Linked DNA regions of Mus musculus: region 1 is linked to region 2. The links are chromatin contacts, called in public HiChIP or PLAC-seq maps. All regions are on one chromosome and are shown on one strand. The core of a region is the stretch at or near the end of the contact, and the rest is flanking DNA. Distances in the headings are between cores, read along the strand shown. Region 1 has its middle 300 kb from the start of 9630013A20Rik. Region 2 holds the start of Pcdh17 (protocadherin 17).

What was found. HiChIP or PLAC-seq counts read pairs in DNA pulled down with a chosen protein or histone mark.
Region 1: a contact with region 2 is called in an H3K4me3 HiChIP or PLAC-seq map of craniofacial prominence, with 5 times the contacts expected there. The contact joins the enhancer-like site here to the promoter of Pcdh17 in region 2. A contact is called at or near these places in 2 of 39 promoter capture datasets (the C10 cell line and stem cell-derived epiblast-like cells), 3 of 115 datasets of contacts at active chromatin or transcription factors (craniofacial prominence, embryonic hindbrain and neural progenitor cells) and 1 of 9 other capture datasets (adipose tissue).

The regions. Positions count from the first base shown.
Region 1 is chr14:84,774,526-84,781,359 of GRCm38.p6, reverse strand. No RefSeq gene overlaps it. Among named protein-coding and RNA genes, the nearest start is that of 9630013A20Rik, 300 kb to the right of the region's middle. Within about 2 kb of position 5,174, at least 1 of the 459 cell types and tissues checked has an H3K27ac peak or open chromatin away from gene starts, as enhancers often do. A contact at or near this core is called in craniofacial prominence, where this site is marked.
Region 2 is chr14:84,440,539-84,446,645 of GRCm38.p6, reverse strand. It overlaps Pcdh17 (protocadherin 17), which reads right to left and starts at 3,083. Exons shown (of 4, transcript NM_001013753.2): 1 at 1-3,083. The coding sequence starts at 551. Gm32498 (predicted gene, 32498) reads left to right here and starts at 3,242. Exons shown (of 4, transcript NR_168882.1): 1 at 3,242-4,121; 2 at 4,410-4,548.

The sequences.
Region 1 (6,834 bases), core at 3,925-6,424, 330 kb before region 2:
ACCAACCTACTCACAAAACTTTCAACCCAAAATTTATCCTGTCTACAAGAAATGCAGGCACAGGGATGAAACGAAGAGAGAAGGAATGGCCAAACAATAACCAGCCCAATTTCAGATTCATCCAATAGGCAAGCACCAACCTCTGACACTATTATTGATACTCTGTTATGCTTGTAGACAGGAGCATGTTGCCCTCTGAGAGGCTAGACCCAGCAGCTGACTCAGATACAGACACCCAAAACCAAACAGTGGATGGAGCTTGGAGATTCCTATGGAAGAATAGGAGGAAGGATTGTGGGCCCTGAAGGGGATGGGAATTCCACAGGAAGACCAACATAGTCAACTCACCTGGATCCTTCAGACCCTCAGTGTCTGAACTACCAACAAATAAATATACATAGGTCTTCTTGATCATATGTAGCAGATGTGCAGCTTGGTGTTTATAAAGGTCTTGAGTAACTGGAGAGAGAACTACCCCAAAAGCAGTTGTCTGCATGTGGTATATGTACTACCAGTTGGGTTGCTTTGTCTGACCTCAGTGCTAAAGAAAGTCCCCAGCCTCTAAGAGACTTGAAGTACCAAGGTCAGAGAGGCAGGGTGGGGGTGAGAATACCCAGGGTGCCCAACCTGCTCAAATGAGAAGGGGGAATAGGGGAAGAGGATTGTAATAGGGGATAACTGGGGGGGGGGGTCAAGGAGCAAAATGTAAACAGGACAAGTTAAAACATAAAATTTAATTAAAACACACACACACACACACACACACACACACACACACACACACAAACACATACACTTTTCTCCTCTCAGACCAAACAAGAGTAATAGCAATCCTTTGTAATGTTTTTGGAATTTTTTGCCAACCCTAACCAACATCTCAAAAGATATTTTCTAATGCTTGTTGTTGGATCTTTTTGTTAGATGGTCAGAATGTCAGATGGTCATTTGCTTTTTAGGGAGTAGTATGGGAAATTTTCATATATATATATATATATATATATATATATATATATGACATGTCATGACAAGACAGCATATAGTGTATGACAGAGATTGGTCATATTTCACTTGATCAGGACTAGCAAATAAGATGGAAACCAGTGGCTTAATATATCACTATCAAAGACTCACTCTTGGTCATATACTGTCATCAGCTATAATTATTTTAAAAATATTTCTTATGTTAAATGAAATAATAATAATATAGTTATACCCCTGTTCCCTTGTCATTCCTCAATACTAAACAAAGAACTTCTGACAGTTAAGAGATACTATTGATGTGTGTGGCCTGAACAGCCACCTGAGTACAGGTGGTTGATGTCTGCGGTCCATGCTGCTGCCAAGGGCTAGCTTGCAGCCAGAAGACATGTTATTGTCCAAGATCTGTGTTACTACCAATGTATTGGTCTGCCTTACATCCGAAGTTGAGCTCCATTTGTCAGGATTCCATAGAGAGAAACACACCCAAAACCTGGTGGAGTGCTGCAGTTTCTTGCCACTTGTGCAGACTTGAGCTGAGTGGCAGAGTGATGTCAGCTGAGACAGACACATGTGCTGAGGCAAGATCCATGTAGGACACATGATGTTTGGAGAGAGTATAAAAAGAATCAACAGACAGTAATGGAGGCTGAGCTAGGCTTGCTTATAGAGCTTGCTGTCCAATGATCGTTGATCTTGAATCATCACTGACCTTCACTTTGCTGAAAGAGGCAAAGCCAAGAACTTCTCCTTGAATTCCTGCTGACCTTGGTCCCTCCTGCTGAAGGGTGCCGAGGCTGAGGCCTGGCTGACTCTGTTAGGTAGTACCACCACTTCTGATTGTGTTTGCTATCCTGACTTTACTGAACTGGACTGCTGGTGTATCTGTGAAGTACAGCTTGTGGATAGAGCTGCTACTGCCTGCTAACCTGTGAATTGAACTGCTGATTTCCAGACAACACAGACAAGAGTTGCTCCAAAGAACTTTCTAAGCAGATCAGTTTCCCCTGTAGCCTTTCTTTTCCACTGCCTTTTGTGGGTGGTGGCTATAGGAGGTTGAAGTGTTTAAGAACCACCATTAAAAATAGGTTTTGTTCCCAATTCTAAGAAGGGACAAAGTCCACATTTTGGTCTTGGTTCTTCTTGAGTTTCATGTGTTTTGCAGATTGTATCTTGTATCTTGGGTATTCTAAGTTTCTGGGATAATATCCACTTATCAGTGAGCACATATCATGTGAGTTCTTTTGTGATTGGGAACAACACACCCATGGAAGGAGTTACAGAGACAAAGTTTGGAGCTGAGACAAACGATGGACCATCTAGAGATTGTGATATCCAGGGATCCATCCCATAATCAGCCTCCAAATGCTGACACCATTGCATATACTAGCAAGATTTTAATGAAAGGACCCAGATATAGCTGTCTCTTATGAGACTATGCCAGGGCCTAGCAAACACAGAAGTGGATGCTCACAGTCAGCTATTGTATGGATCACAGGGCCCCCAATGGAGGAGCTAGAGAAAGTACCCAAGGAACTAAAGGGGTCTGCAACCCTATAGGTGGAACAACAATATGAACTAACCAGTACCCCACCCCCCAGAGCTTGTGTTTCAAGCTGCATATGTATCAGAAGATGGCCTAGTCAGCCATCATTGGAAAGAGAGGCCCATCAGTCTTGCAAACTTTATATGCCTCAGTACAGGGGAATACCAGGGCCAAGAAGTGGTAGTGGGGGGGGGGGCAGTGCGGGGGAGGGTATGGGGGGACTTTTGGGATAGCATTGAAAATGTAAATGAAGAAAATACCAAATAAATAAATAAATAAATAAATAAATAAATAGGTTCTGTGCTGGGTGTGGTGGCTCACGCCTTTAATCCCAGCACTCTGGAGGCAGAGGCAGGCAGATTTCTGAGTTCGAGGCCAGCCTGGTCTTCAGAGTGAGTTCCAGGACAGTCAGGGCTACAGAGAAATCATGTCTTGAAAAAAAATAGGTTTTGCAAAAATTAAAGGGGCAGCCAGGAGCTGTTTGGCCTGTGCTACTACTTGAATCAGTGTAGATGTCTGTGGGTCATGCTGCTGTAGGGGGTCATGTTGGTACTCATGGTCCATGTTGCTGTCAGAGGCCATGTTGCTATTCATGGCTCATGCTGCTACTGAAAGCTATGGTGATATTCATGGTCTGTGCTCTAGCAGAGGACTGTGTTGATGTTTGTGGTCTATAATGTCACTGGAGACCATGTTGAGCTCTGTGGCATGTGCTGACATCGCCAGAAACCATGTAGAAGTCCATGATCTGTGTTCCCACTGAGTATAAAGGGCAAGGAAGCTTCTTTTGTAGTGGTATCGATCACTGCAGTCTCAACAGTTAAGGAAAAAAGACGAAGAAGGCTTCTGTGACAACCCTTACTCCACCTTACAAGGCAACAGCCTAGACAGGAAGCCATTTAAGAGAACCCTGAAAACCTGTGATAAAGATGAAGCATACAACTGATGACTTCTGGTGTGGATCAGGGTGGGGAAGAACTGCTTTTTCTTCTAAGGGGCTTGGCCACTGGGAATTTAACCATAGTCCAATGAATATAAAGGCAACACAAATTAGACCTGTTTTTTTGAATGAAGAGGTCACAAGGGGTGGGGTACCTGGGAGGACTGGGAAATGAATGTGATCAGGATGCATTATGTGAAATCCCCAAATAAACAATAAAAATATTATGTTTGAAAAAAAAAAGAAATACTGATAGTGGAAACAAAAATAGTCTTTCCCAGGGGGAGCATGCTAATTGGTTATCCAATACTAAATTATCATCCCTGAAAATGTACATGTAAAAATAACTTTTATTCACATGATATAATTGTTGCTGCAGAGGTTTACTGCTAGATAAACTCACCCTTTCTCATTCTTTCTGAACTTTGACTGGCTGGTTCAACCCAGCTGTTCTGGCTCAAATTCTTATACCAGCTGACTGATTCACTCTTGCTTCATTCAGCTTCTTACTGAATTGCTCTTCATGGCCTCAAACTAACTCCAGCAATTTGTTTTAATCTTCTTTCTTATTCTCTGGCTTCAACTGCCTGTGCTGACCTTCACTAAACTGTATCCACTCGCAAATAAAATCATTTTCTCTGTACTTCACTTGATATACTGACTCTCAACTGAATGATCAAAATGACTGAACTGCCTTCATTCTCTCTGAGATGCTCTTAAATATCTGTTCTCCTGAGCTAGGTATATCCTATCTCTAGCTTGTTCTATCAAATCTTTCTTTGAATCATCTCTTTGTTTGCCACTTTGACATTCGATGTCACTTTCAAACAGCTGCTACCTTCTACAAACTAAATTTACCTTAATAGTGTATACTAAGTTTGTGTGTGCATTCCAGCTAGAAGCATTAAAGATAAGTGGCATGCCAGTCCTAGGGCTTTGGATGTGACCCCTTGACAGAGCAGCCATGGTTTTGGATTCACTGGTCTTATACATTTTCCTTGTTTCTGTTTAAGCTGAAAGATGTACCCAGGTTAACATTTACAGAAAAAAAAAATCAATCCTATAAACTTAACAGTTTGAATATCCTTAAACTTAACACTCTGAATTTCTTTATGATGATCCCTTGATAAGATGATCCTTATTTCATAATTATAGTCCTGATCATCTGTCCTTCAGCATATATTCATTTCAGCATCAAGACTTTCAATCTGCCAGTCTAATGAATGATCTGTACTTCTTCAGCCAGTTTGTTCAGCTGTTCTTAAGCTTTGGGGGGAGTGAGGAGGTTTCATCTTTTTGCATCTTTCTTCATCTCTTCTTTCCTTGAGTCATGTCTTTCATGTAGGAGCTTCTCTTACAAAGATCAGGTCTTTATCAATTTTAACCGAACCCATAGTCTTTCATCATTTGTGGAAATATAGACATTACTGCTTCTCTAGCACTTCCAGTCTCATGTTAAAAAATCTTTAAATATACAGATTAATCTAATTAAGCAGGGGATTTTTTGTTTTGGGTTGTTGTTGTTGTTGTTTTTTTGTTTTGTTTTTGTTTGTTTGTTTGTTTGTTTTTTCAATCTAGGGTCTTTCAGTTATCTCATTTCTCCTCTAGGTTCATGGAGGTAAAACCAGAGTTTTATGAATCCACACAGAGACTAAACACTTAGGCACACATGTTTCCTATTTAAATACAGAAGAAAGAACTCAAAGGAGTGGGGAGGGAGGGAGGGACCTGGGTGGGAAAGGAAACAGGGAGTGGAAGAGGGGAACATGATTAGGTATAGCAGGGGAGGAGGAGGGGGGACAGGACTGAAGCCCTGAGGGCCAGCACAAAAATCAAAACAGGCAACCTCAGGAGATAAGAAGTAAGTAAGGGGGGCCCTCTAAAATGTACCAGAGACCTGGAGTTGAGAGACTCTGGATTCAAAGGGAGGGACATTAGATGAAATGCCCTACAGTGAGAAGAGGGAACTTGTAGAGTCCACCTCCAGTAAAAAGACAGGGTATCAAATGGATGAGGTTACCATCCCACAGTAAAAATCTCTAACCCAGAATTGTTGCTGTCTGAAAGAACTGCAGGAACAGCAATGGAGAAGAACCTGAGGAAAAGGAAGTCCAGTTATAAGCCCAAATTGAGATCCAGCTCAGGAGGAGGGTCCAAGGCCTGACACTATTACTGATACTATGGTGTGCTTACAAATAGGGGCCTATTATGACAGACCTCAAAAAGACCCAACAAGCAGCTGAAAGAATCAGATGTAGATATTTACACCCAACCAATGGACCCCTGTGTTGAACCCTGTGGTTGAATTAGGGAAAATCTGGAAGAAGGTAAGGAGGAGGGCAACCCCATAGGAAGATTAGCAGTCTCCACTAACATGGTTCCCGGGTTCTCTCAGACACTGAGCCACCAACCAGGCCACATACACCAGCTGATATGTGGTCCCTAATACAGCAGAGGACTGCCAAGTCTGGACTCAATCAGAGAAGATATACCTAAACCTCAAGAGACTTGGGGCTGCAGGGAGTGGGGTGGTCGGCTGAGGTGGGTGAGGTGGAGATATCCTCTTGGAGATGTGGTTGGGGGAGGGGGGAAGGTGTGGGATTTGGAACAGTCAGAGGGTAGGCCAGTAGGGGATAAAGTCTGGACTAAAGAATTAAAAACTTAAATACAAATAATTAAGTAAGTAAATAAATAAATAAATAAATAAATACAGAAACAAGGCATATTACATAAGATGGCAATATTCAGTGTCAGTTAAAATAGATCACTACTGCCTGAAATTGGAGGAATATTACTCTGAGATTCCCATTGTTGTAGTAGATATCCTTCCCTTAGGTTTATGGCTACATCTGCCACCTTAGATTTTAAGCATCCTATTCGGTCTTAAAGGCCCACACCTTCAATTTGTCTTACAGTTTGTTATATTCGTTATAATGTTCAAATCCCAGCAAACTGTATAGATACCTTCTTAAGTGACCAAGGTGAATTCCAAGATTGTCATGAGATTATAATTATATCATCTCCTGTGTTCAATAAATCTTCAATTTAAGTACCATTGAATTTTAATTCTTATTTAGGTCTCTGTTCATTGATAACAGTTTATCAAAAGTCCTGTCTTACAGTACTTCCAAAATCTCCTATTCTTTCAAGTAGGGTTGCTTTCCTTTGGCATATGGAAGCAGCAACAGCTGAGCACTCCTGTTTCCCCCTTTAAAATGTGTATTTTTATTCACTTATCAGTGAGTACATATCATGTGTGTTCTTTTTGATAGGATTAACTCACTCAAGATGATATTCTCCAGATACATCCTTTGCCTAAGAATTCCATAAATTTCTCGTTTTTAATAGCTGAGTAGTACGCCATTGTGTA
Region 2 (6,107 bases), core at 1,834-4,333:
ACGTCCAGGGCAAAGAGGCCATGATCATCGCGGGTGAGCAGATAGGTGCGGAGCCCGTTCTCGCCAGCGTCTGGGTCGTGTGCGCTCGTGAGGGGGAAGCGGGTGCCGGGTGCCGCGTTCTCTGAGATGTCCATTTCTATCTGATCCGAGGGGAAAGAGGGAGCGTTGTCGTTGATGTCCTGGATCTCTACCTTGATCATGCAAATCTCCTTGTCGTTAGCGAAAACCTCTAGGGAGAGCTGGCACTTGGCATTGTGGCGGCATAAGGACTCACGGTCGATGCGCTGTTTGGTGTAGAGGAGCCCGCTGTCGGCGTCCACGTCCAGCAGATGCGGTGCGGAGTTCTCCAGCACCCGGTAACTGCCAGACTTGCTCCTCCCGCTGCCGCTGCCGCGCTCAGCCGGCGGAAGCCCGGGCTGCAGTCGGGCATCCTTGCCGATGTTGCCAATCACCGTGCCGGCCCCTTGCTCCTCTGGCACTGAGTAATTGAGGTTTTTGAGTGTCAGGGCAGGGGCCCACAAAAGGAAGCAGCAACAGATGGAAAGGTACATCCCAGACCGGTGGGGTGGGAACAGGAGCAGCCGGACTGGAGGTGCTAGCTGGTGGGTGCGCGCCAGTCTGGAACCGGGGCGGAGCGTACGAGCTCGGAGCGAGCCACAAGTCTGCGAGTCTTTCCTTCCCTCCGCACCCGGGCTGCGGCACCAGGCAGTCTCTCCTTATTCCGCTCAAGTTGCCCGAACCTGTTGATCTACAGCATTCGCACTGGGAGAGATGCAGCCGCGCAGCGAAGCTGCAGCAGCTCGGAGCCAGGCGGCGACTCCCTGCGGCTGAAGGCAAGCTAAAGGCTTTGTCTCTCCCGCCTGGACTTCGGGAGGTTCAAACTTGCGTGATGAGGCTGGCGATAAAAAGGAAATCGGAGTCTGGAAGAGATGATAATGAGCTGAAGAATTGCTTGGTTTTCCTCACTCCCGCTAGGCGCTGCAAAATCCACTCCCTCCGGCAGCCTACAGAATACTCTTCAAATCCGGTGGGGGAGGGCTTCGGGAGGTGTGTCTCCAGGCAGATCAGAAAGTGGAATCCTTTAGTTACTCTTATTCGGTGATGCGATTGATGGGAATGAATAGGGACGAAGAAAGAGTCACAGATACATATGTATATTTGAGGCTGCCCTGGCACACGGAGAAATGTCTGCTCGCTATGCAGGATGCTCGGCTTTCAGGCAGTGTATTGCTGCATTTAAAGATCTAATCTTGCCTTGCTGGTTTAGGCGGCGGCGGCAGCGGACTGCATCTCCGAGCCAAGTCTTTTTTTCTCTCTCCCTCTTCTTTTTCTCTCTTCTTTCCGAGCAGCCAGAGGGAGGGGAGGAAATGCAGAGGAAAAAAAAGTGTCCCGATTTGTAGTTTCCTCCCCCTACCAAGCTCCTCCCTCTCTTCCTCGGAGAGGGTTCTCCCCCAAAATCAAGAAAGCCACAGCCTGATCAGCATTTGCGCCGAGAGCCTATTGGGAGGAGAAAAATATAGAGATATATCTCCGCCTCTGTTCGTAGAACACTCTGGTGTGTCTCTATGCCAATCCGGGAGCCGCCACTACCATCCCATCCTCTTCCAGCAAGCAAAGACTTCTCTCCCTGCAGTTTAATTCCAGTTTGCTTTTCTTGCCAGGCGAAAGGAAATCAACAGGCAACTCATGGTTAGACGTGCAGATTTGAGGGGGGGGGGGAGGGGGGAGGGCAGACTAGAAAGGAGGAGGGAGCTACCCTCCCAGTCCTAGCACACACACACACACACACACACACACACACACACACACACTGCCCTGTCTCTCGCTAGAAGGGAAACAGTCTCTGCATTCACAGGGCTGGGCTGTCAAGTGGCTCTCTTTTCTTTCTATTCAGCACCTCCTTCCAGTGGCCCAGCCTCCTTTTCATCTAGAAAGGAAAACCTTGGCGAGGAACAAGAGTGGTGAATATTTGAAGAGAATAACAGTGTAGGCTTTTTCCCCCCTTATTATTATTATTATTTTAAATTGGAGGAGTAGAGTCGACGGAATACATCAAGGCTTGGCGTGATGCATTCTGCAGTCTGGCTCACACACGGTCTCTGGTCGACTTGGGAAAGGCAGAGAGGGTGAGGAGCTGCAGCCACCGCGGTTCTGCCAGGGCGCCCACCCGGGGAAACTACCTCCTCCACCTCCGAGGGGAGGTTAGGCACGGGTTGATCTACACATTATTTCCGCTTCTCCCAGCGCCTCGGTATACGGGAATGACACATCCAGAAATGCAGGTGTTCTCATCTGCGGGATGAGTCAGAAGCAGCGGAACGAATCGTATTCACTCTCCCCTCACGGTCCTCCCTTCGCAGTCCTTAGTTGAGGCTTCTTCTTAAGGCTTTCTCTGACCACTCAATAGGAAAAACAAAAACAAAAACAAAAAAAAAACAAACAACAACAACAAAAAAGCCGGAATCACGTCGGGGGTGGGGGAAGAAAAACGAGAAAAAGCGTGGGGGGAGGAAGGCAAAGCTGAATCCAGGAACACTTTTACTCTACCTCTTTCGGCCGGAGTCCGAGGCTCTGCAAAACAAGGCGTCTGCTTTGCTTACGAATATTTATTTGTTTTTTAAAAAAAACCTTTCCACTTGGTTAGGCGTGAGATGCCCCCAAATCTCTCAGTCTTAGGGGTGGGGGCACGTTTCCAGTAATGATTCACAGCTTAGCCCAGGATCATAGTTCAAGATTTTCCTCCCAACGGTCTCTGTTCACAAAGTCCAGCATCGGTGTGCATAGCTAATTGTGCAGTCTGTTGTGGAGGTTTTTTTTAAATTTTAATTCCTCCTTTTTTTTTTTTCTGTCACGAGTGGTCTCTTTCAGTCTAGTGCGGTGCCTGTCAGGATCACCCCAAAGCCTGAGAAAGACGTGCAGGTTTCAAACCGAATAAATCCATCTCCGCCAGCCAAGACGCGGAGGAAATGGAAGGTGAAAAATTCAATTCAACAGTTGGAGTACCGTCTCCGAGCCGCCCTCCTCCGCTGCGGCAGCCGCCGGGCTCGCAGTCCGGATTCTCTCCCCAGCGTCTCTTGCTGACTGACTCTATTCACCTCACGCCGCCGCTTAAACATTGATACTGATTCTCTGCCAGCCAATCGGCGTGGGGAGCCAGACCCTGCCTTCTCGGCCCACGCCCAATGGGAGGCGGAGAAACGGCAGGCGGGGGCGGGGCCAGCAGCCCCAGCTCTTTAGAGTCATTGACTAGCTTGAGTCCGACCGGAGAGCATCAAGGCCCGCAGAGCCCGCGCTAAGTCTCGGCGGCGGCGCCCAGGGCTGAGCCGTGGTAGCCCTGGTGTTTAGAGGGTGTCTTCCTCTAGAAAGAGAAAAGTTTGGCAGTGATTTGATTTCAACTGGGGATAGGATGTAAAGCCAGGCGTGGGGAATCACCGTATACTTTGCAGAGAGAGGCAGCTGCGGTCTTCCTGGTGCCTTCTAGTCCACACACCAACCCACGTCGTCAGCTTACACACAGACACACACAGACACACACACACACACACACACACACACAAACACTGGGCCAAGGGAGTTGCGGATTTTCTGACTCCTTGTGCACTCATCTGGAGGTGCGGAGTGGGTGCGTGCGCGCGCATGCGTGCGCGCGCCCGAGAGAGAGCGAGAGAGAGAGAGAGAGAGAGAGAGAGAGAGAGAGAGAGAGAGAGAGAGAGAGAGAGCGTGTGTGTGTGTGTGTGTGTGTGTGTGTGTGTGGTGTATGTACGCGTTTTCTCACGGTGGGATGTTTATTTCGGTGAACGCCAGGAAAGTGCAGTGTTAGAGATCTGTCTGTGCTAGCTAGCTCGGGAGCAAACACGCCGCAAGCAACTGTAATCAATATGTAACTTTCTTCATCCTCAGAGAAATCCCCGCTGTCCCCAGGCACCCATGCAAGGAAAGTCACTTGATTATGAAAGTGTTTCAGAAGAAAAGCAGACGCCGGTGGAGAGAGAGGCAGTGTCTCGAAGGAGGGAACAAGCCTCTCTTAAGACATGTTTTGCAGCTCCATGAAACTGAAATCTGGTTGAACAGTGTTTAGACTTCTACCTTTTAACCATCTCCTATCACAGCCCACATTCAAGGTAATCCAATGTCCCTTAATGTCCCTAGCTTTGGTGTCTAATTCACTTCTGTTCATCTTACTAAAATTCCAAATAGCAATTTGATATTTTTTTCAAATCAAATAGCATTGCTAATATGTATAAAGTCTCCTATTCATAGAAGCTGAACTTAGGCAAGAACTTATACCAGATTGAATGATGTTTGTTTAAATATTCTCTCTCTGTCTCTTTGTCTCTCTCTCTTCTTCCTCCTCTTCCTCTCCCTCCTCTTCCTCCTCCCCCCCCCCATTCTAAATTTCTCATCTCCAGCTTTAGAATCTCAAAGCTTGCTTTTGTCTGAACTGCTTTCACAAACATCCACAAGTTACGATCAGTTTTGGTTCTGATCTAGCAGTTCTGGAGCAGAGTTAAGAGGGACAAAGGAAAACAATCCGTTGAAATAGAGAAGGTGAGTATTTTGATTGCGACAGTATTGATTGTAGTTCATAAATACTGAAGTTAAGTTGCCATTTATAAATTGTGAATGACTACTATAAAAATATGTAACATGAATCATTCAGAATTTCAAAGAAAATCAAATCCAGACCAATTACAAGAATGCTCTGAATATTGTTTTGGGGATACTTGCTTAAAGGTTCAGATCAAGGAGCTATTAATTTCCCAGAGCTTCAAGGAGATAACATATAGTCTGATTTTGCAGTCTGGTCTCATTCCAAATGTACCATTCCCTTGAGAGACCAACAGCTCAAAAATTCAAAGAGAAGATCTTTTTAGTCAGACCTTCAAATTCAAAAATGTTCCTTTCTTGTCTTCCCTAAATAGGTTGTTTAGCATATATGTTTGTAGTCCACAGAGGACTCAGTCTTGCCAAAGTAAAGGCTGTTTTGCTAAGTTGTCTTTAACCACAAAGTCTTATATAGCCATAGCTTTCTTTATGTCTCTCTGGTTAGAAATATTGGTCCAATGCATGTGCTTTGGAAGTTGATTCTTGTAATCTTTATAACCAGAAACTGCCTATGGCATAGTGAACACACATTCACACATTCATTTATCAATTTTTATTTTGTATCTCCCTCTCCTCGCACCCTGCCTGAGTTCTAAGGATAAACACCAGCACTTTGCAAAGCTAAACAAGAGCAGTAGCTCTTAGATATATCTTCAGAAACACTGTGAATTACCTTTTAAAAACGACCACTTTAAGCTTATTTTAATCGCATAGTAATTAGACGTCTTTGACTTTCACTATGGTGCAAAAATAAAACAATAAAACAATTCCAAGGAAGGCTGGGGTGTATTGATTAGGCTTAATTCAACATAGTGCTATGCAGTTGAAGGGAGATTGGAAACACAATGCCTAGGAAAGGTCTTGGTGACAGGAAAAATATATCCTTAGAAGAATACATTTGCTTAGACTCCCCCTCCCCAGAGTAATTATGCCACACCGCCCCCCAGTGTTTGCTGAAAGAACTGTGTGTATATGGTGAATGCTTTAGGGCATCTTCCAAGAATAAAAAGAACACAAGTATGTTTCTTATATTTCTTGTTGCTGTAGTATCCGACATGGTTGTTGAGTACTGACATGTATCCTAAGTAACTATTTGTAGTGATGATTTATACCTGTTTTTTTTCCTTAACCAGCAATGAAACTGACTGATAGCTTAGTACAAGTTGTTTGGCTTATTTCCAATCAGTTGTGACAATCACATTTAACTCTAAAAAGAAATCGTTAAAGGTTTTCAAAGTCTGTCTTTTTCTTTCTTCCAAGCATATTTTGTGTTCACATCATATTTATTTAAAATTTTCTTATTCATTATCTTAAAACTATTGAGCTCCACTGGAATAGAAAAGATGATGTAAGTGTATTAGGTAGTTCAAAAGCATCACGGCTTTGTAGCATTGAAGGCCGTGTCTCATACTCCACCAAGCCAAGGAGTTCAGAAGTCTGTCATGACCTGCGTATACTAAAGCAATGTCAGAGTTTTCCAGAGCAGCTGGGTTGATAATCAG